Linked DNA regions of Xenopus tropicalis: region 1 is linked to region 2. A link is a contact called in public Hi-C data. All regions are on one chromosome and are shown on one strand. Each heading gives the region's core, a stretch centred on a gene start, on an enhancer-like site or on the middle of the called end of the contact. The rest is flanking DNA. Distances are from core to core; before and after follow the strand shown.

Region 1 (3,180 bases), core at 237-2,736, 62 kb before region 2:
AGATGCCAAACATAACCACTTTAACACCAAGGCAGGTTGTGTAAATTATGCCTATTTATAAAGAGCTGTACAATGTGGTAGTATGTTTTTTAATGTACAAAGGTATAAGTTATATCAGTGGTGTCATAACAAATCCCTTGTGTCTGGGAGTAGAAGGGGTGGTGGTTCAACAGACATCTTGTTGTCTTTTAAAAACAAATTCTGTACTTCCAAGTATTAAAATGCTATATTTCATTTAGTAAATGCCCTGCAAACTGTTGTGCTGTTGTGTGTCTCCATCCTGAGTTCCCAATTATAACCCTCTACAAGCTAGCAGCCCCCGAGCAACAAATCCCGGTATCCTTACTAGTTATTAGCAGCTGTAGGCAGCAAGTGCTGCAATATTAAATCAAAGGCAGGCCTATATTGCCCCCTAGTGGCAGTCCAACACACAGACCCTATTCTGCAGTTCCAACAGGCTGCATATAATTAATGCATGAAAGCTCTACACACCCTGGAAGAGATTTTCATTACATATGTAGCCAGGAGAATTATTGTTTTGCTCTATTGTTGCATAAAGAAGAGGGCAAGACGGTACCAGTGGCCAAACACAAGAAAGCTTTACAACTGACAAGACATTACAAACAACAAACACTGCTGTAGAGGCACGCTTGTTGGTAAGAGAGCGAACAGTACCTGCAAGCTTGCGGTTATCCAGTTTGAGTCTGTTGAGGGGATTAGTTCCATAGAGCAGGACATGGGTCTCTGTGTGCACAGACTGCAGCTCCTCTAATGTAGCCTTCCTTCCCCGGATGCACTGAGGCACAGAGATAGGAACATGGATTATGAAACATGGATGTAGGATGTTACAGAGAATCCCATTAGTAATTACATTCCAATGCTGGGTATTCAACCCTCTAAAACTTTCCAGCACTTAACAAACCCATCAAGCCCCAGAGATATACATATTTACAGCATGTACACATTTAGGGGGACATATGCAATAAGGCTCAATCACAACACTTGCAGTTATTCTCTGCTAATATCTCTGATGGTTTATCCCTCCTGATGCTGCTCTGCTCAGTGCCATTGCCCCACATTACAGTGATGATAGAAATGAGCAGGAAACATGCAACACTTCCTGCAGTAAATTAGACTTTTGCTGTTCAGTCCAGGGTGCTTCTGTTACACAATCCTGCATTTTTATATATTTAAGTTATATGGGTGAGTTATAGGTTTTGTTTAATTGTTAAGAAGCTGGAGCACTGATCAGAGCTGGATTTGCTCAGTAGGCAGTAGCAGTGAGATTCCAACCAATTTCTGCTATGTTCCTAGAGTGCTTTAATATGGTGGAAAAATAGCCAGAATGCTTATTAATGTTAAAATAATTACCCCTGGCACGTTATTTTAGCTAGGCATGACACTTCTGCCATCCACACTTACTTCACAATTATTGCGTAATCCTCTCTCTTGTAAGCGGGACCAGATGCTCTGGATTCTCCCAGCATGCTCTGGATGATTGCTGTTGTCCCCACAAGTACACTGGTGTTTCAGCATTACTGAGTCATACACAATTCCTATACGTTAACAAAAAAAAGAAAAAAAGATTATTGTATTGAGAGGGCAGAAAAGGTATGATCACTTTTAAGTGACCTAGTAGTTAATAGCCTTAACCTAATGAAGTCCTAGCAACAATATATTACTTATTATTCCAAACCTACGAGCTGTACAACAAAAGATTTATGACCCTGTTATTATTATATCTCCTTTTGTCCTTTAAAAATATGCAGGCGAGTCCTTGTAGGGATTTCCAACTGATTTATATCTAGCAGAATAGCAGAAGTCTCTAGTGTGACAAAAAGAGGGAAAAGGAATTCCTTGACCCATGGGATTGTGCAGTGCAGCTGTGTAAGCCTCACGCTTGCGGTTATCAAGGTGCAGGCTATGTATGTGTGTATGTATGTATAACTTTATTTATAAAACGCTACAAGGATACACAGTGCTGTACAATCTTACAGTATATACAATTAAACACAGGGAGGTCAAGTGTCATAATAAACACAATAAATAAGTATAAATACAGAGAGATTAAGTGCCATGTGGTATGAGTAGGAAGGATATCTGTGCCACACTGCTACTCCTAGTACCTAAATGAAAGCAGGAGGCCTTCTCATTAAGACATTCCTAGTGTAATATGAATATTTGCAAATTAACTGGTGGCTGTGGCTATAGGCACTGGCTTCACAATAGTATTCAATTGCTGGAGCGGTGATGATCAGAAGAGTATGTCACTTCTGTGCATGTGGGTACAGTTGTAGATATAAAGTATTAAAACTACAGCCACCCTATATCTGATGAGGCTGCACGTGCCTGATTATACAATGACATACATATCAATGCATATTAATATACATATACAACTACTGTTATATTTGCTCTACGGCGAGACTGCTCAGAAGCTGGAATATGCCTGAACTTGCTATTAATCTGTTTATTGCCCCCATCCAGCGTCCATTTAGCCCACTTGAGGAATAAAATGGGAATTGAAAAGAATTGGTTCATCTTTATGTTAACTTCTAGTATGTTATACACAAAAAATGACTTTTTGTGCATTGGGTTTTTGGGTGCAGCCATTTAAACTGCAGAGTTAAATGAGATATAAAGAGAATGCACGCCTTAAAGGGGTGGTTCACTTTCACATTAAAATTTAGTATGTTATAGAAAGGATAATTCTTAGCAATTCTCCAATTAGTTTTCATTTTTATACTTTTTTTAGTTTTTGATTTTTTTGCTTTCATTTTCTGACTCCTTTCAGCTTTCAAACTGGGGTCAAAGACTATGCCAGCCAAAAAACTCGTTTTTTGAGGCTACAATATTATTGCTTATCTTTCTGTTCAGGCCTCTCCTAAACCATTGCCTGGTTGCTAGGGTAATTTGGACCAAAGCAACCAGATATCTGCAAAAATTCCAAACTGAGAAGCCAAGGAAAAAAGGTGAAATGATTAGAACAATGAAGACCAATTGCAAATTGTCTGAGAATAGCACACACTATAACATACTAAATGTTAATTTAAAGTTGAACAATCCCATTAATTGAAGCAGCTTTGGTACTTGTGTTAGCACTGGAACCTTCCATTTGGGGCTCCCCACAACATAAGTAGAACAAAACATGCAGCATCCGTCCGTGTTCTTCCATGGAAG
Region 2 (3,135 bases), core at 613-3,112:
TGCTTTGTGTGGTACTTGTTACAAGAATATGGCTACTATGTATTTGTATTTAAAGGACAAGGCAACTCAAAATATAATTTTTTGCCTAATAAAAGAAACCAAAATTCTACGCAGCTTTGCAATATACATTTATTACAAGTTTGTAATGGTTTTTGAGTTATTTGTATTTATAATTGCTATTAGAAACAGTGTTTGCCTTTCCTTTTCTGTTCTCTGCCCTGGTGGCTCAGACTGTTGAAACAATGTAACACAGGGCAGCAGACTAACAGACCTGCCTTGCTGGAGAAGCAAGACCTTTGCAACATTGTTTAAAATGTAACAACCAGGAGTTCAGCAAATGCTTTCAATAGCAATTACATTTACAAATAACTTTTAAAACGCTACAAATTTTTAATTATTCCATATTGGAAAGTTGCTTAGAATTATGTTTTCTTTCATTATGCAAAAAAATTATTTTTGGGGTTGACATGCCCTTTAAGGGACACACAGTTACCACCACTGTTAGGTACATTTAATATAAAGTCTGCCACTTTGAATCACTGTGTATCCTTGCAATGAAATAAAACATGTTAGTATTGCAAATTCACTTAATACATTCAATGTACTTCATACATTTATAACAATTTGTAAATGACTACCTCAGACACCAGGGGTGTAAAATAGAGAAAGCAAATGCAGTGTCTCTTGAGGGACTCAAGAGCAGAGAAGGAGCCAGGTTGAAAGGTCCTAACTGAGGTAAAATGTGCTTCTTTTCCAGGTCTGAAATATGAGGGCCCTATGATGGCTTGCTGGTGTAAAGTATTGTCTAACCCCATCTTATATTTTTTTTTATTTCCTAGCTCCTGCGGTGGTATGTAATGTTACCTAAGCCTTCATAAAGGGCTTAGAAATTATTTAACTCTATATATTATAAAATAGGGATGAACATACAAACAGCAAGCAACACAGGCAGGTAAGTTCCTGACATGATGTCTTTTGTAGGCTTGGATCCTTTAGGCCTCTCTGTATAAGATACAAAGAACAAAATGTGGTACAACTAAATACTTATTTATTAAAGTGCTTACTATCAAAGTTCATGATTACATATACACACTATGGTCAATTTTATTAGGAATGAATTAACCTCCTGTATGTTTTTGGAGTGTGGGAGGAAACTAAAGTAGCTAATGGAAACTTACTCAAGTAAAGAGAAAACATACATACTCTTTGCATATAGTACCCTGGCTAGAATTGAACCTTGGACCCTGGTGCTGCAAGGTAGCAATGCTAACCATTTTGCATCTAATGATCAGGAGACCATAATGACACTAGAATTTCTGTAGGTGAAGTTGCTTTTGGTTGGAATGTAATATGAAGTTGCTTTTGGTTGGAATGTAATAACAAGTTTGCTATTTAATAGCTGTTGCTGCAACTGGAGCAAATTTTGTTTCTGTCACATTGTTATAGGACCTATTGTCTATTAAAGTTCTAGTCTGATAGTGTCTATCCTCGGTCAAAAATTTATCCATCCATCTATCAAAGTATACAGGTCATACTACCTACTGCTCCTAGTTTAATAGATTACCAATGTTTACTTTTATACAGGTATAATCAGAAGATACTGAAATACCAAAATATCTCTTGGCCGTTGTACTTTCAGGAAAAGCTATGAAATTGTCCCTTCCCCTATTGCTGCCTATCAAAACCTAGTTCCCTTTTTGTGTATAAATATTCTGCGGCTGTTTGTGAAATTGTTCTTGTATTCTATTTTAAATAAAAAGGACTAGCTTTCATCTATTTTTTTTTAGTTTGTTATGTGAGGAAATACCATCAGTTCCTCTATAAAAAGCGTTCACAGTGTCTTCACCCTACCCCTTGCCATGATCTTATGTTGCTACACAGTTTGTGTTGCCACAGAATTGTGTTGATAAAGCAGTTATCTGGAAGTCATAGTGATTTCATATGATTCGCAGACTTGGTTGATAACAACTTTCCTTTCTATCAAAGTGTGCTTTATAATAACAGTCATAGGGGCCGATTCACTAAAGGTCGATAATGCTTATCGCATGCTTTTTTTGCATTAAAAAGCATGCGATAAATAAGTACTGATTCATCAAAGTCATTTCGCATGCGTTAATCCGCATAACGCATGCGCAAAAAAAACCATCACCGCAAAGCGTTATTTCTAATGCATTGCGTTAATTAGCGAATAGAAATAGTACTGATGCATGATTCACAAATGAAGCGTTAAACGCGCAAAATATTGTGTTAATCTGTGCGAATATTAACACCATACATACACCTACTTGGGGTAGGCGGTAAAGAGGGTAGGTACTTAAAGAAAATTGCGGTTCGTGAGCTTTTGGCAACACAACATGGAGTTTGCAGTCGTATTTTTTCCAAGTCTGTGTTGGCCCTATAGTCCCTCCAGTTTTCAGGGAAATGGTAATTTTCAGAACAGTAGTTTTCAGAAAGTAATGGTTACGTGCGTAATATATCCTGCACTGTGTAAAATATAGTGTGCTTGAAAATATGTCACCGCGAGATAAATAACGCAAAGAACATCATTTCTTAATTATGACAGGTGTTCTTTTAGTGAATCAAGCGTTAAGTCGCAAAAAATAAGAAGTGATAAAATCTTTAACGCATGCTATAAATAGCACTCGTTTTATCAACCTTTAGTGAATCAACCCCATAGAGTCAATATACTCTACAGTATCATCAGTTACTTGATTTCCAGAAGTGGAAGCCAAAAGCAGATGTAGGTTGTTGATTCTTGAAGGACATTGCTGCCTTCTATTGTCTCGTAGTGAAGGATCTGGGAGGATGACATGTGTTAAGACACTTTGGGGCAGATTTATCAAAATGTGAGATTATAGCTCACCACAGAAAAACTCACCCATGTTCTATTCATTCCTATGGTATTTTTAGAAGCGTATTTATCAAGTGGTGAACTTTGATTTTTACCCATTGATAAATGCACTTCTAAAAACCCCATAAGAATGAATAGAACATGGGTGAGTTGTTTATGTATTAAACTCTAAACTCACATTTTGATAAATCTGCCTTTTTAAGAGCTGTTTGATCTGTGACATATTTGCCTATAGAAGAAAACTGCACAGCTATGTGATATACAAAATTTTGAGAACAATTACC

Evidence for each region. Hi-C and Micro-C count contacts between places; a contact is called where the count stands out from the background.
Region 1: a contact with region 2 is called in a Hi-C map of liver, with 2.1 times the contacts expected there. The contact joins two enhancer-like sites. A contact is called at or near these places in 4 of 5 Hi-C or Micro-C datasets (brain, liver, neurula embryo and 1 more).

Annotation. Positions count from the first base shown.
Region 1 is chr2:144,234,772-144,237,951 of UCB_Xtro_10.0, reverse strand. hdac7 (histone deacetylase 7) reads right to left here. Exons shown (of 24, transcript XM_004911917.4): 12 at 1,423-1,556; 13 at 676-796. Among named protein-coding and RNA genes, the nearest start is that of twist2, 38 kb to the left of the region's middle. Within about 2 kb of position 1,486, at least 1 of the 11 cell types and tissues checked has an H3K27ac peak or open chromatin away from gene starts, as enhancers often do. A contact at or near this core is called in liver, where this site is marked.
Region 2 is chr2:144,172,733-144,175,867 of UCB_Xtro_10.0, reverse strand. All of the region lies in intron 2 of hdac7 (histone deacetylase 7), which reads right to left. Among named protein-coding and RNA genes, the nearest start is that of twist2, 100 kb to the left of the region's middle. Within about 2 kb of position 1,862, at least 1 of the 11 cell types and tissues checked has an H3K27ac peak or open chromatin away from gene starts, as enhancers often do. A contact at or near this core is called in liver, where this site is marked.